3 separate regions of the Mus musculus genome follow, and regions 1 and 2 are each linked to region 3. A link is a contact called in public ChIA-PET and HiChIP or PLAC-seq data. All regions are on one chromosome and are shown on one strand. Each heading gives the region's core, a stretch centred on a gene start, on an enhancer-like site or on the middle of the called end of the contact. The rest is flanking DNA. Distances are from core to core; before and after follow the strand shown. Region 1 holds the start of Fam120aos (family with sequence similarity 120A, opposite strand). Region 2 holds the start of Nol8 (nucleolar protein 8). Region 3 holds the start of Fgd3 (FYVE, RhoGEF and PH domain containing 3).

The links. ChIA-PET counts read pairs in DNA pulled down with a chosen protein or histone mark. HiChIP or PLAC-seq counts read pairs in DNA pulled down with a chosen protein or histone mark.
Region 1: an H3K4me3 HiChIP or PLAC-seq map of the SCID.adh cell line shows a contact between it and region 3, with 11 read pairs. The contact joins the promoter of Fam120aos here to the promoter of Fgd3 in region 3. A contact is called at or near these places in 1 of 39 promoter capture datasets (pre-B cells), 1 of 484 Hi-C or Micro-C datasets (regulatory T cells), 4 of 115 datasets of contacts at active chromatin or transcription factors (the SCID.adh cell line, effector CD8 T cells, memory CD8 T cells and 1 more) and 2 of 9 other capture datasets (adipose tissue and liver).
Region 2: an RNA polymerase II ChIA-PET map of memory CD8 T cells shows a contact between it and region 3, with 137 read pairs. The contact joins the promoter of Nol8 here to the promoter of Fgd3 in region 3. A contact is called at or near these places in 15 of 39 promoter capture datasets (the 3T3-L1 cell line, 3T3-L1-derived adipocytes, the C10 cell line and 8 more), 24 of 484 Hi-C or Micro-C datasets (the Ba/F3 cell line, the C2C12 cell line, CD4 T cells and 12 more), 10 of 115 datasets of contacts at active chromatin or transcription factors (the 230-238 cell line, DN3 thymocytes, the NIH/3T3 cell line and 6 more) and 3 of 9 other capture datasets (adipose tissue, embryonic stem cells and liver).

What each region holds. Positions count from the first base shown.
Region 1 is chr13:48,966,538-48,969,394 of GRCm38.p6, forward strand. It overlaps Fam120aos (family with sequence similarity 120A, opposite strand), which reads left to right and starts at 1,575. Exons shown (of 2, transcript NR_015601.1): 1 at 1,575-2,067; 2 at 2,401-2,857. It overlaps Fam120a (family with sequence similarity 120, member A), which reads right to left and starts at 1,523. Exons shown (of 18, transcript NM_001033268.3): 1 at 818-1,523. The coding sequence starts at 1,291.
Region 2 is chr13:49,651,790-49,654,646 of GRCm38.p6, forward strand. Nol8 (nucleolar protein 8) reads left to right here and starts at 1,289. Exons shown (of 17, transcript NM_001271397.1): 1 at 1,289-1,893; 2 at 2,558-2,713. The coding sequence starts at 1,857. Cenpp (centromere protein P) reads right to left here and starts at 942. Exons shown (of 8, transcript NM_025495.3): 1 at 794-942. The coding sequence starts at 900.
Region 3 is chr13:49,307,824-49,310,523 of GRCm38.p6, forward strand. It overlaps Fgd3 (FYVE, RhoGEF and PH domain containing 3), which reads right to left and starts at 1,385. Exons shown (of 18, transcript NM_015759.2): 1 at 1,358-1,385.

The sequences.
Region 1 (2,857 bases), core at 325-2,824, 340 kb before region 3:
TTCAGCTTCCTGTGCCTAAGGTCCTGGCAATATACTCTCATTATTTATTCTCCAGACTTCCAAGATAAACCTGTTGCTGGGAAAGAGTGGGTTAATTTCGACAGATGGGTATATGCTTAAGGATAAGGCCAGTGGGTAGCCTGTCGGCCTCTCAGGGGAGGAGAAAGACTGAGGATGTGGGAGACGACACCACCGATCCCACTTTGGGTGAGGGTCTATCCACCAGCCTCAAGTGTCATATGAACAAGTCTATGGGCCCACAGAGGCCAGAGAGTAGGGAGGAATGTGGTGGGTAGACTTCAACCACACCAGGCCTAAAGGCCCGGGCATCCATCTTGCTCTAGGGCCCCTCTGCCTAGCTTGCATCAAGCCTGGGCATGGTGACACGCTATGTCCCGAGAGGGGCCCTGAGAGACACTGAAGCCTGCTGAGGCCTTCCACGGGCAGGGGCACCCAGGACTCACTCTGGGCTAGGCTGGGCTTCCCGGAACTAGTTCAGCGCTGACAGTGACCTAAGAGACCTCCCAAGTCCAACCCAAATCCAAGCCCAAAAAGACCCTAGGCCAAGCCCCAAACCCCTGGGCCAAGGAACCTCAGACTCAACTCTGATCGCTACCCAAGCAATCCCAGGCCCAGCCCGAAGCGCGAAGAGGCCTGTAGCCCAACTGTGACTCCTGTCCAAGTGACCCCAGACCCCAACCCTGACCCAAACCCGAAGGGAATCGGTCCAAAGGGCACCAGGCCCGATCCTGACTCAGGCCCAAAGAGACCCCAGCCCCAGCCCTGGGAGACCCCGGCGAACCGGCTGCAGCCGCACCTTGACGTGGAAGCGGATGAGCGCCAGGCGGATGCAGTGGGCCATACAGACCGGAGGCAGGAACCAGACCTTGGGCGGTGGCGTGCCCTTGTTCTGGACATGGCTGACGATCTGCTGCGCTGTCTGGCGCTCGTTGCCCTGCCGCTTGACCCACTCGTGCAGCCGGGCCTTCTCGAGCGCGCCATTGAAGAAGACGAAGAGCTCGATGTTGCCTCCGAAGCAGGCCTTGGCCAGAGCCGCCAGGTAGCCGAGCATGTGGTTCCACTGGCCGCCGCTCACCCAGTCGGTGTAGAAGCCACCGTACAGGCGATGCAGGCAGTTGTCGGCATCCACCAGCAGGCGCAGCGGGGTCTGCGGGGGCCGCTGCCGCCCGCCGCCCACCAGGCTGCCCCGGGCCAGCTTCTGCAGCTCCACCGGCACCACGGCGCTCGGACAGTGCTTCTCGATGTAGTCCTGGAAGCCCTGCACGCCCATGGCGGCGGCGGCGGGGCGCGCGCGCGCGGGCGGCGGCGGGGCCGGCGGCGGCGGGGCTGGGGGCGGCAGGGCCGTGGCGCGGCCGGCGGGCGCGGGCAGCCTCAGGGCTGGCTGGGGCTGGCCGGGGGCGCGCTCACGGCCGCCGCGGCCGCCATGTGCTGCCGCCTCCCAGGGCCATGTCTGGGGAGGGACCTGCGCCGCCGCCGCGCTCTGCGAGGCCGAGGCCGAAGCTGGGCCGGGCGGGGCGGCGCTGACGTCGGGCCCGCCCGCGCGGACGCGGGAGGCGGAAGAGGCGGCGCCGGGGCCGCGGCCGGGCTCCCGGGGCGGCGGCGGCGGGGCGGAGAAGGCGGAGCGCTACTCGGCTTGTCGGGCCCTTTAGGGGGCCGCAGCCGGGCGGGTTCGGGGAGGCGCCTGGGCCCGTGCAGGCCGCGCCCGGAGGCCGCGGCCTCCGAGGCTGGCTCCGCCCCGCTCGCGGCTGCGGGCCCGGTAGGCGTGGCCGGCAGCCAGCGCTCCTCCTCCGCCGCGTGTGTCGCGCGGCGGGGTTAGGGGGAGCCTGGAGCCCGGGAGCGCGAGCCGCGGAGGAGGACGGCGGCGACAAGATGGCGTCGCTCCCGGGACGGGACGGCGGCTTCACGGCCTGGTGTCGGGACCCGGCTGAGGAGACTCCCCGAGAGGGGCAAGCCTCCCCGGCGTGCGCCGCCCTCCGGAGACGAGCGGACGTGCGCTGCCTCCAGGGGCTCGGGCTGCGAGGGTCCGGCTAAACCCAGGCGCCGACGGTACGTATGCTGAGCCAGGACCAAACGTTCTGAAGGAGAAGCTGTCCGCTGGGGACCTGGGCACGTAGCTCAGTTGGCACAGTGCTTGTCTGGGATCTTCGATCGCCCAGGGTTCGATTCCCGCGTGTTGCTTAGGCCGTAATCCCAGCATTCTGAAGTGGAGAGTAGAGGATCAGAGAAGTTCAAGGTCATTCCATCCAATTGGAAGCCAGCCTGGGCTACATGAAACCCGCCTCCCGCTCCCCCTTCCCCCAAGAAAAAGGAGCGGTTTTTTTTGTTTGTTTTGTTTTGTTTTTTTGCTTACCTTCAATTTTTCATCTGTTCTTTTTCTAGACAAGCCGCTGCTGGAGCGGGGTGCACTGGACACAGGAGTGACCCATCCATCGCACAGAACACCAAGTTCATGCAGACTCAAAGCCCCCCATCAGAGTCTTCGAGAATAGGCAAACTGAATTCTATAGTTTCTTTTAATTTTTTTTTCTTTTAAAGACTATTTTTATTCTTTGACAGTTTCATGCGTGTATACAATGAACTGTGATCATAACACCCCATTCTTCCACCAATCTCAAACACAGGCTCCTGTGATGTAGACAGATGAAATGCGCTTAGGGCCTTGATGGATTTTCCTTAATTTTTTTAAACCCGATACGTTATGCCACTTATGTATAAAATTAGTGATGAGGCCACTAGTCCGCCTAGCTGAGTAGAAAACTTAATCCCAGAGTAAGTAATTCCATGTCATTTAGAAATTAAGATTACACTTAAAGCCTCACTAAATAATAACATCCCC
Region 2 (2,857 bases), core at 39-2,538, 340 kb after region 3:
ACTATTTAACACTCAGATCAACTACCTTTAAATAAGGCTTAACAATAGTAACTAATCAGAAGACTATCACAGTTTCCTATAGAAGGCATTAGCCATATATACCAATTTGACCATGCTAGGCTGCCCTGCCCTGGGGCTATATACCCCCAACCCTTATGTTTCTAACATAATGCAGAAAAAAAAAAAAAAAAAAAAAAAAAAAAAAAAAAGGTCAGGGCCCCTTAACTACATCGTTAGATGAGTCACAAAAACAAATCCATGAAACCAGAGTAAGGAGGGAATCCCAACTAGACAAGAGCAAGTATGGTGGCTCAGGTAATAACTCCAACACTGTGTGTGGGAGTTGGGGGCTGCGGAATAGAAGACTCTTGAGTTTGAAATCAAATTGAGCCAGTTCCTGACCTACAGAGTAACAATGTCTCCAAACCCAGAAAAACAAAACAAAACAAAACCAGCTATCTAGATGCTGTTCTCCCGAAGGCAAAGACTGCTTAAAGAAAAGCCAGATTTTCCCTTTGATTCTCATCAACTGGGCGAAAACAACCCTTAAGGAAACTATTTTCTGCTGATTATAATCAAGTCATAAGCCCCAAACGCAGCGTTCACACACTCATGAGGTCATCGTTCTCCCAGAACACTGATTCAAGTTCACATTTCAGGACGTCTCCCACCACGTTCTTGAGCATGGGTCTTGGGGGGGTGAGGGAGTCGGAGTCCAGAACTGTCATAAGGTTGAGAGGTCCGCGGGGTGCTACAGGGCATGGGCTGGGAGGGATGGACCCGAGCCACGTACCAGGCTCCGGACGCCTTCTCCCCAGCGTTTTGCAGCATTCTGCACTCTCGCTGCAGCGCTGCGACCTCCGCCTCCAGGGCGCGCAGTTCGCGGGTCTCGGAATCCATGGCTACCGACGTGGAACCCTGAAGGTGAAGTAGCCCGGAGAATGGCAGTCTGGGCGCCTCGGGCAGCCAGGAGACTTCAAGGAGCGCGCGCGCTCCTGGAACGGACCACTCTCGAGCTCACGGGGGGAGAGGCTGCCGGGAGTCGCGCGTCCACGCCCACGGCCTCGGACGACGTTCCCGAGCCTGACGGCCCGCGAAATGTCGCGTCGAGCGTCTAGACACCCCCGCCGCCTCTGCGAGTTGGTTCGTTCCAAATTGCACGTCACCCTCCAACGGCCGCCCATCCCGTCTAACGGCCACTGGGCCAGCCGAGCTCTTACGTCACCGAAGGGGGCGGATTCTCGGAAGCACGAGGAAAGGAGTCTCTTTATTTTGGTTCCGCTTCTTCACTTCCGCCTACTTGAACCGGAAATCAGGAACCACGCGGCGGAGTGTCTTTTCTGTAGGAATTACCGATTTTTATTTTTCTTTCTCACACTCTGTCAGTTTTACAACGTGGAGGAGAACTAACAGAACGTCAGTAAAAGCGAAGGCGGAGGAAATAAAGAGCCCTCTGGAACTGCGGGATAACGGAACCTTAGGAGATTGGGTTGGAAACTTTGTAGGAAGGAAAGGAAAATGCACTTGCCGGCACGTGTTATTAGACGTTAAGTGCTACGCCGGGCTTGAGCTGAGTCGGACAAGCGCCCTGAGGAAGAGTGTTTGCTCGTGAGAAGTGATGGGCTATTGGGCTTAGCCTCTCCTCTCCTTCCTTAGGGGCTTCTCGAAGAGAGAGGGCAGGGCTGGAAGGATGGGGCGGTGGCTACCAAGAAGGGGTACACTGTAGGTTTTTTTCCCAGAGTGCTGGCCTTTGCTTTGGGCTTCTGCCGCTATTTAGTGATCTCGCTTGGAAGGAGACAGCCAACTTTTGAGAAAGGTTTGAGTAAGAGCTGAACATCCGCCGAGAGCTAAACGAGATGGAGCGACCTCTGGAAAACGTTTCCAGCAATCTTGGTAGGACAGTGTTAACAATTCCGGGTTCCAAAATTAGACTTCATTATGATCCTTGCTGTCACCACTACTGTTTTCTAAGTGGCACTGGGAAAAGCCGTAACCGCTCCTACTCCCCTGACCGATGAGATCCACTCAGACTGCTTTGAACAATACAGGCACACAGTGGGGAAACATATTTTAGGTATAACTTAAGTTGCCGTCTTTGTGATTTAACAGCGCTTAGGGGACACTTGTATTTTGCCATACTATTGTAATTGCAGACTTTGTTATGACTGGAGCTCCAGGATGAAGCTATTTTTATCCGTTAGCTTACTATTTTTGCCAGTATATGTTAAGGTAAAAATGTAGAAATGAATGGGGGAGGGCAGTACTTCGAATAAAAAATCAATAAGGATAAGATATAATAGCTGTGGTTGTTTTAGAGAAAACATCTGGGAGAAGATGTGTGGATGTGCTGTACTTAGGTGCAGTTGCAAAGTGTGTTCATTGAGAATGTGGATGGAGGGCCTTTGTAAAATCTCCACTGATAAAATCTGAAAGCAATACATATGAAGAGACATAGCTTCATAAGATGAAGTTGGCACAGAAGTTTCAGGGGAAAGAGTTGTGTTAAATTTCTGGAAAACTATTAAATTGTTTTTCTGTCCAAAATTAACTTTTCCAGATAGATGCCCAACATCCATGCAAGGCAACAGAGAAATGAAGCGCCTCTTTGTGGGTGGACTTGGACAGGGCATTTCTGAGACAGACCTACAAAATCAGTTCGGCAGATTTGGAGAAGTTTCTGACGTGGAGATCATCACTCGGAAAGATGACCAAGGTAAATCTGTAACACGAGGGAGTTAAAAACAGACAAGGTCAATGATATTACAGGAGAAGCAACCCCAGAGCTGAATGTTAGCGCTAAACATCATATATGGCTTCCTGGATTATTTCATATGAAAATTAATTTTGAAACCAGAAA
Region 3 (2,700 bases), core at 135-2,634:
GGGGAGAGTCTCAGTAAACCACGTGTCAAGCTAGGCCAATGAGAGAACCTGTCTAAAAAACCAGATAGACAGGTCCTGGAGAATAACATCTGAGACTGTCTTCTGGCTTCCCTACACATGCCTCAACACACACACACAAATGGCTAACAATTTTAGTCTTTGTTTTTGGTTTTTTTTCCCCCCAAGAGATGGTGTTTCTCTGTGTGGCCCTGCTGTTGTGGAACTTGCTCTGTAGACCAGGCTGGCCTGGAACTCAGAGATCCACCTGCCTCTGTCTACCAAATGCTGGGATTGAAAGCGTGTGCTACCATCACTACCACCACCACCCCCGGCTAGGTAGGACCAATCTAAAATGAGGCAGAGCTGCGTAAGCTCTAAACCTCAGTGTGGCTTGGCATCATTCTGACTTCACTTTACAGAAAGGGAAATCAAGGCAGAGTCTGCCTATCACCCTGTCCCTGGCATTCTTTCTCACCAGAGTCCCCTCCCTATCCCCCTATAGCTGCTCATCCTCCCTAGCACTCAGGGACTCCCAGAAAAATGGCAAGTGACTTGTCATCCACAATGACAGTGACTCCTGCCTCACTCCCCACAGGTCCTAGAGTCCGGCTTTTCAAATATGCCTCTGCTTACTCTGCATGGCATATAGTATCATAGTGTTATCATAATCATATCATTCTATCCATGCTGCCGTGCGCCTGCTCTATGGCTGCCAGCCTCCTAAGTGGCTGTACCACTACCCAGAGCTGCCCAGGCGAAGCCCTGGGGGTCCCAAGGAGTCCTTTGAGGGCTTAGTTTTCTTTCCTAGCAGTGCCCAGCTAGACAGACATATCTGTTAATATCTAAACTGTAGACTGGAGAAGATTCCAGAACCACATGGGATGCGAAGGCCTAGCCTCCATTAAATCATCCCCTGGGACCACCTCTTCTGCTTAAGCAGAAAAAGACATGCTTTCTTCCCCACTAAGGCACACTGGGTGGGGTCAGCCTTGGATCTGTGCCCCCCCCCAAGCCTCCCAGGGACCACAGTAGTCACCGACAGACTGCCCATAGCCTAAGTGTGAGCTGTGCCCCACCTGCCAATAGCACGTCCAGGACTCTGTAGTCGCGAACTCTTCTCATGCCCACCCATAGCAACCCTATCTTCTCACCAGTACGAGCCACTGAAAGACAACAGCATGAAAAGAGACACCGCTACCGTGCCACAGCAACTTCCTGCTTTGAAAACATCTGTCTCCCTTGAATGGTTCCTGTTTGGTTTCTAGTAACCTCCTACCACCCGCCACGAAGCCCCTTCACAGCGCAAGACAAACACTGTAGGATTCTGCAAAGATCCCAGGAGCCAATCTCCACTCACCCTTCTTCCAAGACCAGTCTGCATCTCCCCCAGGGCTGAACTCATGCAAGAACAAAACCCAACTTCCTCTTTCTAATTTTTGCAATATTGGTCACAAAACAGTGGCACATTTGCATTTCCGTAGCGATGACGCAACGTGAGAGGAGGTTGGTCTGCTGGTCCTGAAGGGCCTGGTCTGCTTGTGGTGGGATGACTTCGAAAGCGTAATCCTTTTACTCGACCTGGCTCAGCCCTACCAGGTTCTGCAGTAGCAGCCAGGGCTGAGCTTAGGTTTAACAAGTCACTGAGTAAAGACACCTCCTGCATCTGGTTTGGTGGGCTCCTCTGAGCAGACCTGAGATTGATGTTGTCTATGGGGAAGAGGATCCATCAGGGGACAGGTGACCCAGGCCAGACAGACCTTGGTGACTACAGAAAGTTGGAAGAAACATACCCCACCAGTGACATTGTTTCACGGTGACTCCAAGAGACCTGAGGGAACTTCTGGTTATCTGGCTGATGAGGACTGCCCCAGCAGGGCTAAGCTCTGCCTCTTCCAGGCAGCCCTCAGGGGAAAGTCCCCTCATTATCTCAGGAAGTCAATAAATAATGGGGCAGGGGGTTAGCCTAACATGCATATAGGCTGCAAATTTGACTCCATTTCAGTAATGTCTTCTTAATCTATCCTAAATTTTGTGTTTGTTTTAGGTTTTGTTGAGACAGTCTCACCAAGTAGTCCAGGATGGCCTTGGATTCTCTGTGTTGTCCAAACTCATTTGAATTTACACTGTTTCAGTCTTTCAAATGCTGGGATCGCTACTGTGCACCATTGCATCAACTAATCTTGAATTCTCTCTCTCTCTCTCTCTCTCTCTCTCTCTCTCTCTCTCTCTCTGTGTGTGTGTGTGTGTGTGTGTGTGTGTGCGTGCATGCATATGGAGGCCAAAAGTCAAAGCTAAATGTCTTCTTCAGTTGCAGTCCACATTATTATTATTATTGTTGTTGTTGTTGTTACTGTTATTATTGTTGTTATTTTGGCATTTATTGCTATTCACCCTGGGATTAATCAACATGACTAGCTTGGCTGGCCAGCGATCTGCCAGGGACCCTTCTGTCTCTGCCTCCATCAGCCTTTTCCCATGAGTGCTGGGGATTGCACTCACTTCCTCATGCTTGGACTGAACCATCTGCTCAATCCTCTAAATGCTTGTTTTAACTAGTTAACATTTTCTGTGTATATGTATGTATATGTATGTGCACATGCACGCATGAGTGTATATGTATATGATGGAACTGCTCAAGGTTCTCGATTCTTCTTCCATAAAATGGAGAGGTGTGTATGTTAGAGGCATTGTAAAGAATGA